Regions from separate parts of the Zea mays genome. Here region 1 is linked to region 2. A link is a contact called in public Hi-C data. All regions are on one chromosome and are shown on one strand. The core of a region is the stretch at or near the end of the contact, and the rest is flanking DNA. Distances in the headings are between cores, read along the strand shown.

Region 1 (6,794 bases), core at 2,695-5,194, 530 kb after region 2:
CAAACTAATCTAGTGCACCATCGGACCTAGAACAGTAGCTAATCCTCTGGGATCCTGATTAGCGCCTTCCATATTGGCTGACATTGTACCGCCACGTGTTAGCCGCCTGTTGAAGTAGCCGTTACCCGTGAGGTCCGGCGCACCACCAGACTGAGGTCCAATGATTTTTAATAGAAATCTCAAGAACGAGCAATTCGTCTATAGAGAGCTAGGTCCAATGAATCAAACCTAGGGGGCGATGAAGTCATCTAGAGGCTCTATGGACAGACGATCATCTGCACCACCGGAGCGGTACTATAGAAGGACCCTCTGCACAGTTGCAAAAATTATAACTTTCTCCAATTTGAATTGGCTTTCCAATTCAACTTGTCTAAGTCATAGATTTATACCTTAGCCCATCTTCAACTCAGATTCCCTATTTCAACTCAAAACAGGAACCATAAGTTGCAATATATGACATCTATAACCTATCTAAAGTGCTCGGAAATTTTTCTTAGGGCAGTTAGTACTTATTCAAACCTGTGAACCTGTCATAGCTCACCTTCTCCATGTTTTGCCCATTTCTAGCCTCGTTTGAGTTGAGTATTGGATTTTAAACCTCAATTTGACTTGAATGAACTTGCAAGTGTGCACTTAGCAAACTAGTTAGATCTCGATATTGTGCTTGTCATTAATCACCAAAACTAAGTTAAAAATGGCACATAGCACATTTTCCTTTAAATATCCCCCTTTTTTGTGATTGATGCCAACACAACCAAAGTAGATAGAACCTTCTAACTTTCTAACAAGTTTGCAATCAATAAAGGTTAATAAGATGTAAATTGAATCCAAGAACCATGTTAAATATAAATTATCTCTTCACTTGTCGACATCATCATCTCTAGAAGTTCTAAAGTTACCTCCTCACTGAAGTATATGCATTATACTCATCTTTCCTGTTCAACACTTAGCAAATCGGTTAGTCCTTTAATAGTTTGTCATTCAATAATTTGTCCTAGGTGTCAGCCACCATGGCTAGTCACCCCGACGACTTAGGTCCCTCGGTCAAGTTTCAGCGCTCGTCCTTCACCGCTCCTGGTCCATCGGCACGAATTTGCATGACCTTCACCTTCGTTATCGACCACCGTACCTGTGCTCCACACCCACATACCACAATCCGACCGACATGATTGCACAACACATAATCTCACGCTTTGGTCAGTCCATGACTCGACCTGAGACACTATCCATTGACAATCATTTATCATTAACCTAAACCATAAGGGACAAGTCAATCTTGTGTTCACAATATCCATCCCATGCCTCATGGTGCGGCTGGTAGTGTTTAGTTCACTACTAACACATCTCAAGTCTTATTTGAGCTCTCTCCTGAGAGTGTGTGATTAATTAGTACATAGCAAAAGAGAGCAAGTCAAACATTGGGCTTTTGTTGGGCTTCATTATTTTTTGTTGTGCTTTTGTTACTCTTGAATATGAAGCCTCTTAGAGCAAGTATAATAAGGTGGTGTAGGTGGGCTACAGGATATGCCACATCACATTTGTGGTGATGTGGAAGAAAGAGAAATGGAGAGACTAGAAACGGGCTGTTCACTAGCATGACAACATCATAAAGCCCGATGTGGGCTATATTATTAAACTTGCTCTTAGACGACTAGATGTATCAGCGAGATCCCATACTTGTGGTGAGACATGGGAAAATTTGTATTCTCCAAAATATCTTAGTGAACCCTCAAGTTCAGCCTTGATGTCGGACTTGGGAAGTGGATATAGTAGAAAGAGACCAAAAGCTTTTATGGCTTCCTCAATAATATGGACGTAGACAAGCTTGGTGGCAAGCTAAACCATTTGTTAACTTTTGTATCTTGTCCTTTATGTTTTGAATTGCAATATTTTCTTTTTACACGATCTAATTAGCTGTGTGTATCTGTGAGTGTAGATACTCTGTGGACTTGAACATCTTCAAGTTTGGGCTAAGTTTGATTTTTATAGTGTTGTTAAGCTCTATGTGTTGGCCAATAGTTTTACGACGTCACATAAAAATGGTGTAACACGACATCACCATAGAATTCTGTGAAAGTGTCGCAGTTTGTTAGACCTCTATAAATTTTATTTAATGTTAATTTTTTAAAACACTTATTAAGATATCTTCAACACTTTACTCATCCTATCTTAATCTCCTATTTTAAACGTCACTCTATGAACAATACAGTTTACAGTGCAAAACAGAGTTTTGAGTGATCATATAGGCAAACCGCGGACAGGGTCTTAGGATTCTTTCAAGAATACGCTATGAGGCTGACATACAAGTTTTAGGATTAATTTGGTAACCATTGAATAAGGAGATTTCTCACCAACAGATCACCTCTATTTTTCTGGCCACCAAACCAGCCTTGAAGAGATGCCCTCTCCCATGAAGGACGATGATCGAAGCTGAAGCCCACCACCAGAGCTGAACGGTGTGGACACCGGACCTTCTTTACGGCTGCTGCTCCCGGCCGTCGTCGTAGTCGCTTGTGGATCGAAACTGACGTCTCGCTCATTGGGAGGGCGGCGTCCGGCGAAGTCAGAGCTTGTGGATACGCAACCGGCGCCGTCGTGTACGCGACCGACGTGCGGTCAGGAGCTGCGAGCATCCATCCAACGGAGAAAAAAAAATCACGCAACCATGTATACTGTATGTACAAAGCACCGGCGCCGCTAGCCTGGCCATCTCTGGCTTTGCGGAATCGCATTCCCGTGCCCGACGACAACAAGCGCAGCATCCTGTTCCGGTTTCACGTTATTTTCTTGGCCTCGCGGTCGCGGCGCGCTTTGGCTGCAGAAAAAAGACCAGCGTCTCCCGCCGCACCCGCAGTCCTGCACCGTAGAGATCGGATTGTACAGGCATGTAGCATTAGGCTATTCAGCGGCTCTCGTATCTTATTCCCTACCATCTATTTTATCTACACTGTATAATACTCCCTCCGTTTATTTTTATTTGTCGTTGAATAGTTCAATTTTGCACTGTCCAGCGACAACTAAAATGAAACGGAGTGAGTAGTGTTTTGTACAACCATATATAGAGGTGCCCAAACGGGCGGCCCGGCCCGGGCCCGTCAGGCCCGACGGTTAATCGGGCCGTGCCCGGCCGGCCCCGTGCCGTAGCCGTGGCCCAGGCACGGCGTGCCGGGCCAGGCCGTTTAACTGGTCACGTTCTCCCGCCTAACTGAAGGACACTAACCAATATAACTCGTGAGCATTTGTTGTAAATAGCTAATATAAAATGTAAATATATATACTATGTTTTATAAAATAAAAAATATATAATCGTGCCGGCCAGGCCGGCACTGCGGGCCAAGACAGCGGCCCAAGCACGTCACGGTTCTCGTGCCGGGCCGGGCCCGGCACTATTAAACGGGTCGTGTTTCAGGCCGGTCCGTTAGGCACGGCTCATTTGGCCATCTATAACCATATATCATATTCATCGACGACCTTGGGCTAAGGCAGACCGACGGCCGCCCTAGGCCCCAGATCTATAGAGGCTTAATGCTAAATATAAATTCAGTAGTTAGACTATCAATGTATGATATAATAGTTTAGCAACAAAATACTAAAGAATTTATGGCTACGATGTTTTCATAATCCGATCTTATCTAAACATGTTAGAAGGAAATTTTAAAGTAATATTATAATATGTATCTTTTTATTTACTTATTGCTTGATATAGATATTTTTGATCTATCTTAAGTGTTTATATTGATAATATTTATGTATATAAAGAATTAGAATAGTCCTATTTTAAATTTTGTCCTGAACCCCTAAAATCCCAGGACCGCCACCTATCATATACATACATGATCTTCTAAATACCCGATCAGAGCGCTAAGCAGCAGAATCGTGTGACAACGCTAGCAGCTCTCCTCCAACACATCATCGACAAGCACCTTTTTTCGGTGTTTTTTTTTTGGAGAAGGCCGGAGTCGGGTTTGGATGGTCAACTCCGGCATACTGCCGAAAACAAACCAATCCGTCACCGTCAAGGCCCCGCACCGCTGGCCGCACGCAGGAAAAATAAGTTGCGACCGCGAGCGGGCGAATCAGAAAGGGCGTCCGGCCTTGGTCAGACACGACAGCGACGCGGAAAGGCTGCGCCCGCGGTGCCATCTACAAGGGTCCACGTCCATCCAAAAAGAGCGGTGCCCTGGACTTCTCCCTCGTGTTCCTACTTCCTACGCGAAGGAAGCCAGGCAGGTGCGCAGCTTTTCCAACCTTCCACCCCCCCCGTGCGGCGCTCCCACGCTGAGTCGCTGACCGCTCGCGCCTCTCTTCGCCTCCTCCTCACTCGCCGCGTCCTCCGCAGCACAGCCCACTCGCATCGGATCGCGCGCGGGGAGCGGCATGGCCGGCGACGACGGCAGCGGCGGGAGCGGAGGCGGCAACAGGGAGGACGAGGTCCACGTGCAGATCGCAGGTCAGTGTCAGTCCTCCGCTCGTTCTCTCTCTCTCCGACGGACAGTGTGAACTATGTCGGGTCGTCGTTGAGGATGCGATGAGAGGAGCGCGGGAAGGACTGTCGTAGATTGGATTTGCTCTGCAGTGCGTGGGTAGCCCCGAGTCCCCGACACATGTTCTTTTTTCTCGGGTTATGTCAGCGGCGGTACGTCGTTGGAACGCTCAAGCGCGAGAGGTGTTCGATGAATTACCTTCTGGTGTGTGGCGTACCGGTGGGTCAGTGGGTTTTTGGTTCGTGTACGGGATTGGGGTTGGGGTCATCTCCCTTCTTCAGTGCGCGCGCTCACGAGTCACGGCTGTCTTGTGATTGCTGCATCTGTGCCATGTGCTCGTGCGTGCGTTTTCAGTTACTGGCCATTGACACTGAGTGAATGTTCGGTTGGTCGTCCGATAGGGTTGGTTCAGCTGTTAATTACGACTCCAAGTATCTGAAACATTTCATGAGGATGTGTAGGGAACCTTACTTTATGCACTTCAATGGCCAGGCCAGGCCTGTATTATCTTTTTCTTGTTTGGGAATAATGATGTGAGCTTTAGGGGAGCAGCGCTGCTTCTTCTTTTTTTTTTCTCCAGAAAAAGTCATAGATATACCGTGGACAATTTCTTGTGTGCGGTAATTTTAGAGCACTGTGGGTTTGTGCCCTGTTCGTCAGGAAAAGTACCCAAGCTGGATTTCACTTGGTCTAAGAAACCAGCGTTTCAGTTTGGGGGTCTCCTGTTACCCTGAGTGCTTAGCATTTATAGTTCCGGATGACCTGTTCATAATGCCTTCTGTATGTTGTTTGCAGGATCATCCAAACCTGAAACCTCATCTACCAACGAAACAGCTCCTCAAAACTCTCATACCAAGCATTGGCATTGGTGGCTGATGGTAACTCTGAACATTTTCTTCCTCGTTGCTGGTCAGACAGCATCGACACTCCTTGGCAGGTTCTACTACAACCAAGGTGGAAATAGCAAGTGGATGTCCACATTTGTCCAAACCGCTGGCTTTCCAGTGCTGTTCGTCGCCCTATATCTGTTCCGTTCAAAATCGCCTTCTACACAAACAACCACCAGTAACCCTGAGACTTCTGTCACCAAAATTACTCTTATATATGTTGTCTTGGGCCTCATCATTGCTGCCGATGACTTGATGTATTCCTATGGCCTGTTGTACCTTCCTGTATCAACATATTCGCTCATTTGCGCTAGTCAGCTGGCCTTCAATGCTGTCTTCTCATATGTCCTAAATGCTCAAAAGTTCACCCCATTCATTTTCAACTCAGTAATTCTCCTTACCTTTTCCGCTGCGCTTCTTGGAGTTGACGAAGATTCTCAGGGTACCAATGGTTTATCGCGTGGGAAGTACATATTGGGTTTCGCATTGACCCTAGGAGCCTCGGCCACATACTCACTAATTCTCTCTCTAATGCAAGTCGCATTCGAGAAGGTTATTAAGAAGGAAACTTTCTCAGTCGTGTTGAATATGCAGATATATACAGCACTAGTGGCAACAGTAGCTTCTCTTATCGGTTTATTTGCAAGCGGCGAGTGGAAGACTTTAGAGGGAGAGATGCATGCCTTCAGCTCAGGGAGGGTGTCCTATGTGATGACACTTCTATGGACTGCTGTATCTTGGCAGATAGCTTCCGTAGGAGTGGTGGGTTTGATCTTTGTTGTGTCATCACTCTTTTCAAATGTGATAAGCACACTGGCTCTACCCATCATTCCGATTTTTGCTGTGATTTTCTTCCACGACAAGATGGATGGAGTGAAGATTATTGCTATGTTGATGGCCATCTGGGGATTCGTTTCATATGGATATCAATTATATGTCAGTGACAAGAAGGCTAGGAAGACTTCAGTCAGTGTGGAGGAGAATTCCTAAGCGCTTGTTGGCCTGTTACATTGGTCTTTGTGGCTCCTATACCACTTTAAGTTGCTGGTATTGAGGAGGTACTAGTTATTGACTTATTGTATCCAAAAGGAGCTCAGTTGAGAATCTCAGGTTTACACAATTCATAGGTATATACTTCTGTTAGTATTGTCATATCATCATATGTACCGATGTACGGTTGTGTTGTCCTTTAAAATAAAAAGATTAGCATTTCCAGAGGCATGCTCTCTAGATTTCTAATTGCCTTAAATATTTTCTTGCCTTTGTTTTGTTTTTTTTTTTTTGCTATTAACTGTGATTTGTGATTCTATGGTTTGACATATAGTATTTCTAGGTGGTGTGCATGCTGATCCTGCTTATTCTACTATGAATTAAATGCAGTATAGGTCCATTAACTTTTGCATGCGAGCTTCTTGGTGAAAGC
Region 2 (6,834 bases), core at 2,270-4,769:
GCGAGCGCTGGCGGCGTCGGACGGCCGGGACGACGAGCGGCGCTGGCGGCTGCCGCGCGGGCAAGGGCGAGCGCGGCTGGGGCTCGTCGGGGCAGCGACAGCGCGCAGGGGAAGGCCGGTCGGGGCGGCGGCCGCGGCAGCGCGCAGGGAAGGCTGGGCGGCTGGCGGCGGGACGCGCCGGGGAGGCCGGCGGGGCGGCGGCCGGAGCAGCGCTCGCTGGCGGCGAGCGGGCGGGCTCGCAGGGAAGGCCGGCGGCGGCTGGGCGCGGCGCGGAAGACAGAGAGCGGCTGCGCGCGTGAGGAGAGAAAGAGAGAGAAGAGAAAAGCGACGGGCCGTTATTATAGCCGTATTTTCGGCGGCCAGGGCTCGGGCCGCCGAAAATAGCCTTATTTTCGGCGGCGACTGACACAGCCGCCGAAAATAAGGCTATTTTCGGCGGCTTCGTAATGCCGCCGGAAATACGGGCTTATTTTCGGCGGCCGGTTATAGGCCGCCGAAAATAACCATGGCCGCCGAAAGTGCCTGTAGCTGTTGTTGTGAAAGTGTTTTGACAACAACTGAGGGGGTTGATCAAAGGATTTTTAGATGAGTGACATCGCACGAGCGTGTACCTAGTTGTACATTACTTTATTCACCTCTTAAATGAAAGTTAGAGCTCTTGCCATTGCGTTCAATTTTATTTTATTTTTGAACTTAAGGCTAAGAAGAGTGGGGGCAAAGTGATTTAAGGCCACTTTCTTTACCTGGAAGATTTATACTTGAGGGACATGTTATCTTGCTTGGGGTTTGGAAAATTCTAGCAAGATCACTACTAAATCCCTATATAGACATATGACATTTATTGGAGCTAAGAATACTAGATCGAGTGATATACGAGGGTGTAGAGTCCCTTTTAAGATTCAGGTCTTCCTTTGGATGGCCTACCACGGTAGGGGTAGGATTCGATGCAGAAGAGTTCAGTTAACGAAAAGGAAATGGTCCGGTTCAATCAAGTGCAGAACTCATGAATAAAAGTGGAGAGCGTTGACCACATTCTTTTGTCAGTGCCATGTTGCTTCATTCTTCCGTCGGGGTGGTGTTTATCCCCCACTAGTTTTGGAGAGGCTTGTTGAGGTGCTGGATCACTTGAAAGGTGGGTTGAGAAGTATAACGATACCTGTGTGTGCAGGTAGGTGCTCTTTGGACGTTTGAGTAAACTAGAAACGATGTGGTTTTCAGTAAGAAGATCATGGCTTCTCCGACGATAGTAGCCCACAACTCCACATGACTATAATGCCAGCCAGCCGGTCAAGTCCTAGAGGTCATTCTTCAAACCCAAGCCTAAGGCGATGGCGCAGTTTATGATTGAGTTGAGTCAAGACTTTTTGGAGTCTGGCGTGTTTTTGTCAGTTTAGATGAACTAGATTGTGTTTAACTCTTTTTTTTGGCAGGTGTGGAAGTTAATGTTTCGTTTGAAGGATAGTAGTCTGGGACCTGTCCTGTCAGTGTGGCCTCGCAATCGCATCGCTTATTCGCTTGCAAGTCAATGGGCAGTTTGCCTTGAAATTATGCTCAGGGGGCAATCGATATGCAATAAAGCAAGCATTAGTTTTTTTTTTGATACTTCCCAAACCATCGTGAAATCATCCACCTTTCTTCTTTGTTTTTGCTTTTTTTTTTCTCCCGAATCAATACTCGTCTTCGTCTTTCACTGGGGGTCTGATTGGGTAGTCGCATTAGTATAATACTTGCATTGCATTACTGTCTATGCATCATACCCTTAGCCTGAACAACCCGTCAATAGATCGACTGGGCTTGCTTTTGAGGACAGTCCTAGACTGCAAATGAGTCTGCGCAGGTAACCAATCCGTGACGTACGTAACTGCACTGCGAAAGTCTGTAGTATATGTCCTAAATGAATAACCTCAATGGCAGCAAGGAAAAAAATAGTAAGCTAAACTTGTGGCTGGTTAGTGTAACGAGCTAGCTGAACCAAAGCCAGTTTTTGTTAACGAGATACTAAGCTGTGAGGAACCGAGGTGGCCCGATCTGCAGAGGGTCGGTCGCAGCCAATACAAAGCCATGCATGGCCCATGGACAGTGACAATCCAGTATAGGCCCAAGGCCCAGCCGACCCACCTCGACACTGAGCATGGCCGTTTGTTCTGTTCTGCCATGTCCGGCACGCGACCGCCGTGCCAATCATCCATGTCTCTCCCTCCTTTAGCCTTTACCAACCTTTTTCACCGCATGTGTCCTCCCCTTGCGTGCGCGAGACACAGGGAGAGTACGTTGAAAGATTCGGTGGAGTGGAGTTCTTTTCACTTGGGGGGGGGGGGGGGGGGGGGGGGGGAGGCGGCCTTGCACTGCAGGGCACACAGCACGCTGCTCTTCACTGTGCGCAAAGCGTGGCTGCCTGCCTACAGTTTCTGAATCGGTCGTCGTCGTAGTACGTGTTCTTCTTTTGGACACCGAGTTATCACGGCCGCGTGGGTAAGGACGACGCGTGAGCTGGAAGGGGTCCTACGAACAAATAGCTGGGTAATATATATGCAGTGGTTAAAAAAGGACCACCGCGGAGAGACGGAGGAGTTTGACGGCGGCCTGGCCCCAAGCCCCCAACCAAGATCAGCCAGTGCTACTGGGGTTGGGGCTTTCGTATACAACGGAGTTCATGAGACTGAACGACGACGGCCAACGAAACGAACGAACCAACGGGAGACAAGAGCACGCATGGTTCAGACGCCTAACTCTTTCCTCTTTGGCTTTCGACTTTGGACTTTGGTGGTGGAGCAGAGCAGAGCAGGCGGCAACGAGAAGGGGAAGAGCTTTCATGTTGTCATGGTGCCCCTAAAGAGGAGGCAGCCAGGCGCGAGGAGCAGCAGCAATCGATGGCTGCCTTTTGACCCTTCTGTGCCAAACCCAAACGCATGCTCGCCTCGCACGAATTGCTGGGCTGCCTGGAGACATGCTCTGACGCTCTGTCGCTGTAGGACTGTACTGATCCTGTCAGGCTACTGAAGAATCCCATGGCGAGATCGCCAGATCTTACCAACCCTGACGTCGTATAGTACGAAGCGACTACACCAGAGCTCCGTATCTTGAGTAATCATAATCAGTAGCCACGAGGCCCACTGGTATAGCATCAACCACCGCCGTTAATTTCACCCATAATGCCAGGTCGAATCAGTGTCAGGGAAGCTAGGATGGGATTTGGGATGGTGGAATGGGTAGTACGCTTCAACTACGACCGTAGAATTTGCACAAATCAAGGTACCTTAAATTTACTCAAGCTTAAAACCTTTTTATCATTGGTGGACGATGAACGGGAAGTAAGTAATTAAATGGAGACGCCGTCAGCGAAGCAGCAAGTACCAGTGTACCACCACCACGCGTCGTACTAGTCCGGCCCAAGCAGTAGATCCATCATGGAGTAGGGTGCCCAGCTCAGGATTTTTTTTACGGAGCCCCCCCCCCCCCCCCCCCCCCCCCCCCGTCGACGTCGCCGTCCGCGTCCGTCATGGCCAGCGGCCGCACTCCACTGTCGTCCACGGCGAAACCGCATCAGGACACCACAGCCTCCTCCGTGCGAGCGAGACGGCATCGTCTGCGGGCAGCTGAGTCGTTCGTGCCGGCCGGGGCAGCGCCTGCCTGCCTGCGCTGCGCACGTGCTGCCTGCTCCTATCACCATCGGCCTCTTCCGCGCCCCGCCCTCTCCGTTTTGGTTGCACTTGCAAGGAACGAAATTTTTTCCGATTTTTCTTGGGGCTTTGTTTGCAACCGCCAACCGCGACAGATCCTGCAATACTATGCCAGGAAAAAAAAAGTTACTAAAAAAAGAGAGGGTTGGAACCACAGTTGTGCACCTGTGCTTCCGCTGCGCACGGAGATGTCCTCTGTCTGTCTGTGCTGCGTGGCATGTGAACCACTGAACCCTCTGCGTGACTGCATCTCCTCTGTTAAGCGCGCATAGCTAGAAATCGCTGCCACCGTTTCCCGTTCCTGCTCCCTTGAATCGCGCAGCTCGCCTCAGCCCAGCCCACCGTCCTCAAGCTCTCTACACTACACCCTCCTCTCTCTCTTCACCTCACCCCAACTCTCTCTTTACCTCCTGCTCGCTTCCATTCTTTCCTTGCAGTTGCAGCGCTCTTTCCGTCACACTTCACTGCCATCTTTTGCTCCATCGATCCATCCCACTGCTGATCAAAGGAGGCCTGGACTCGGACTTCGCTCAAGCCTCACGGTGATGCCGCCTTTCCGTCCGCTTGATCTTTTCTAGCTGCCTGCCTACGCCTACGCCTACCCGCAATGGCCGGGGGCTTCGAGTGGAGCAGCTCTGCAAGCACAACCAGAGGAGTCGAGCTCCAGCAGGTACGCGGCTGTTTTTTTTCTTCTTCTTGCGCATTCGTCCAGTCCAGAGAATTAGTGGCACTCCTCGAGCAGATCTACGCATAGGATATGCTCCTCCGCTGTTTTCATCCTCCTGTTGTCATCCGTCTTCTGCAGCTTCTTGAGGTTTATCGCTGCGTGGCATTCCTGTTCCTTCTTCTGCTCTTTTGTTTAATACTTTTCGTATGCACAAGAAGACAATATTAGTGCTGGGAAAGATGCATCTGAGACGAACACTGCCACTTTGTGGTTGACAGCTTGTTCCTTCCTAACAGTCCATTGTCGCTCTCAAGAAAGGCGCACATCTCCTGAAATGTGGGAAGAGAGGGAAGCCCAAATTCTGCACTGTCAGGCTGTCTTATGTGAGTGGTTCGGCTATATGTTCACACATTTTCTTCCATTTGCTTCATAGTTTTCTTTATAAACGGGACATTGTGCTACGCAACCTCGCACTCAAGAGTTCATTTTTCCACCAATGTTTTGTTGGCAAGCTAAGGATCTATAGGCTAATAGTGACACCTCCCCAGTTCTGAAGGCTGAAGGGCAACTACCTGACTGCCAAAGGAGATAGGATTGATCGCTGCAACATTGATCTTTTACAACTTTTGACACAAGGTTCTCGTTTTTTTTCCACTGAAAATCTGTATATGCGGAAACAAACAGGGCCTAGTGTGACACTGGCAACAGGACAAAACTATATTCTTATATACTCCCTCCTTTTCTTTTTATTTGTCGCTGGATAGTGTAATTTTGCACTATCCAGCGACAAATAAAAAGAAACGGAGGGAGTACATTACTATTTCTCCTTATCCCGCTCAACCACATCCGAACCAAGCTCATTTTTTGTTTTATTGGGTTTCAGAAGCTTGCTATAGATTGATGAACTCGAGTAAACTGAAACTGAACATCTTCAACTTCTATACACTCCATATTTTGGTTCTCTTACGTATTTGAGATTTTTGTATTTGCAGGATGAGAGAGCACTAATATGGTACTCCAAAGAGAGGGGAAAACGTTTGAGCTTGAATTCAGTGTCCAGTGTAGTTCTCGGACAGAAGACTGTATGCAACTTTCCCTTTCCAAACATATGCTATTGGATCTTAGTAGTAACACATTATGGTTGGAAGACACTGATTTTCTGAGAATTCAATATTCTGCAGACAAAACTTTTGCGTCTACATTGGCCAGAAAAGGAATCTCACTCCTTGTCAATTATATACAAGAACGGTGAATCCTCACTTGACTTGGTATGGAGTAGCCCAGAGCGTTTAGATTTTGTGATCTCTTTACTTATTTAACTTACATAACCTTTTATTTGGGGATCATGTTACCCAGGTCTGCAAAGATAGGGATCAAGCTGAATGCTGGTACTTAGGCCTTACAGCCGTAATATCAGCACCATGCACCCCTTTACTTCTGATTGATTCAACAAACAGCCGTCGGATAAACAGCTGCACGAATAGCCCTCCTAGCTATATTCAGCAAAGGAGTAGGCTTTTTGCTGTGCATGATGGAAGAAATTTCCCAAAGGTTCATTCTGGAATTCATGCATGTCATGATTTTTATGCACGAATATGATAGCATTGTCTAAGTGCGAGGTTGACACACTGCTTGTGAAATTTCTTATACCACACTGGATGTTCAGAATCCCATGCTTGAGAAAAGGACATATTGATGACGACTGGCATATTAGACCATTTTGAAGTTATATTGATAATGGTTACCTTGTTAGTTTATAGTGAAAATATTTTATACTACTATTTTGCAACTGAAAATTATGATAATAATGGAATTTAAACTAACACTTTCCACATGCCTTTAAATCGCATATACTTTGAGGGACAATTTTTTTAGTTAAGTACTAGACCATGACTGTTGACTGTAAATAGCCATCACGACTGTCATAGGTTCCAATTGCCTCATGTTTTTACCTGTACTGTTCAAATGACAACTTCTCCAATCATTTGTTTCATGAAGGTAAATTCGCTATATGGCAGTCCTAGGTTGATACAGAACAAGTATCTGCGTAACAATTTGGATTGCTCCGAACCATTCTTTTCTCCAAGACAGAGAGCATGGTCAGAACTAGATTTCTACTTGGAAAAGATTAGTCCCGAATTGGTAGATCGAGTAAAAAATAATTTGAGAGACATAAAATCTGCAGAAATAATTAACGACCAAAGAATTATGCAAATACCTAAGCTCAAACAATCTGAGGGATCCAATGCAGCAGCAGATTCTCTGAAGGACATTTTTGTCTGGGGTGATGCTCTGGGTCGTATGTCAGATCATGGACATGTATCAGCAAGCAATATATCACTTCCAAGGTTATTGAAATCGTCAGAGATTCTTGATGTGCAGAGCATTGCCTGTGGAGAGAAACACGCAGCAATAGTTACTAAGCAGGGTCAGGTATTCTCTTGGGGTGAGGAAAATGGAGGGAGACTGGGACACAAGACAAGTGAC

The links. A called contact is a pair of places that touch in the nucleus more often than the background predicts.
Region 1: a Hi-C map of ear shows a contact between it and region 2, with 2.4 times the contacts expected there. The contact joins the promoter of LOC100502445 here to the promoter of LOC103653921 in region 2. A contact is called at or near these places in 2 of 25 Hi-C or Micro-C datasets (ear and tassel).

The regions. Positions count from the first base shown.
Region 1 is chr4:162,356,897-162,363,690 of Zm-B73-REFERENCE-NAM-5.0, forward strand. It overlaps LOC100502445, which reads left to right and starts at 3,945. Exons shown (of 3, transcript NM_001196923.2): 1 at 3,945-4,230; 2 at 4,345-4,450; 3 at 5,280-6,585. The coding sequence starts at 3,970. The coding sequence ends at 6,361.
Region 2 is chr4:161,823,927-161,830,760 of Zm-B73-REFERENCE-NAM-5.0, forward strand. It overlaps LOC103653921 (Putative regulator of chromosome condensation (RCC1) family protein), which reads left to right and starts at 3,520. Exons shown (of 9, transcript XM_008680724.4): 1 at 3,520-4,350; 2 at 4,644-4,730; 3 at 5,340-5,429; 4 at 5,529-5,615; 5 at 5,704-5,898; 6 at 6,346-6,834. The coding sequence starts at 4,288. It also overlaps a transcript of LOC100273616 not described here.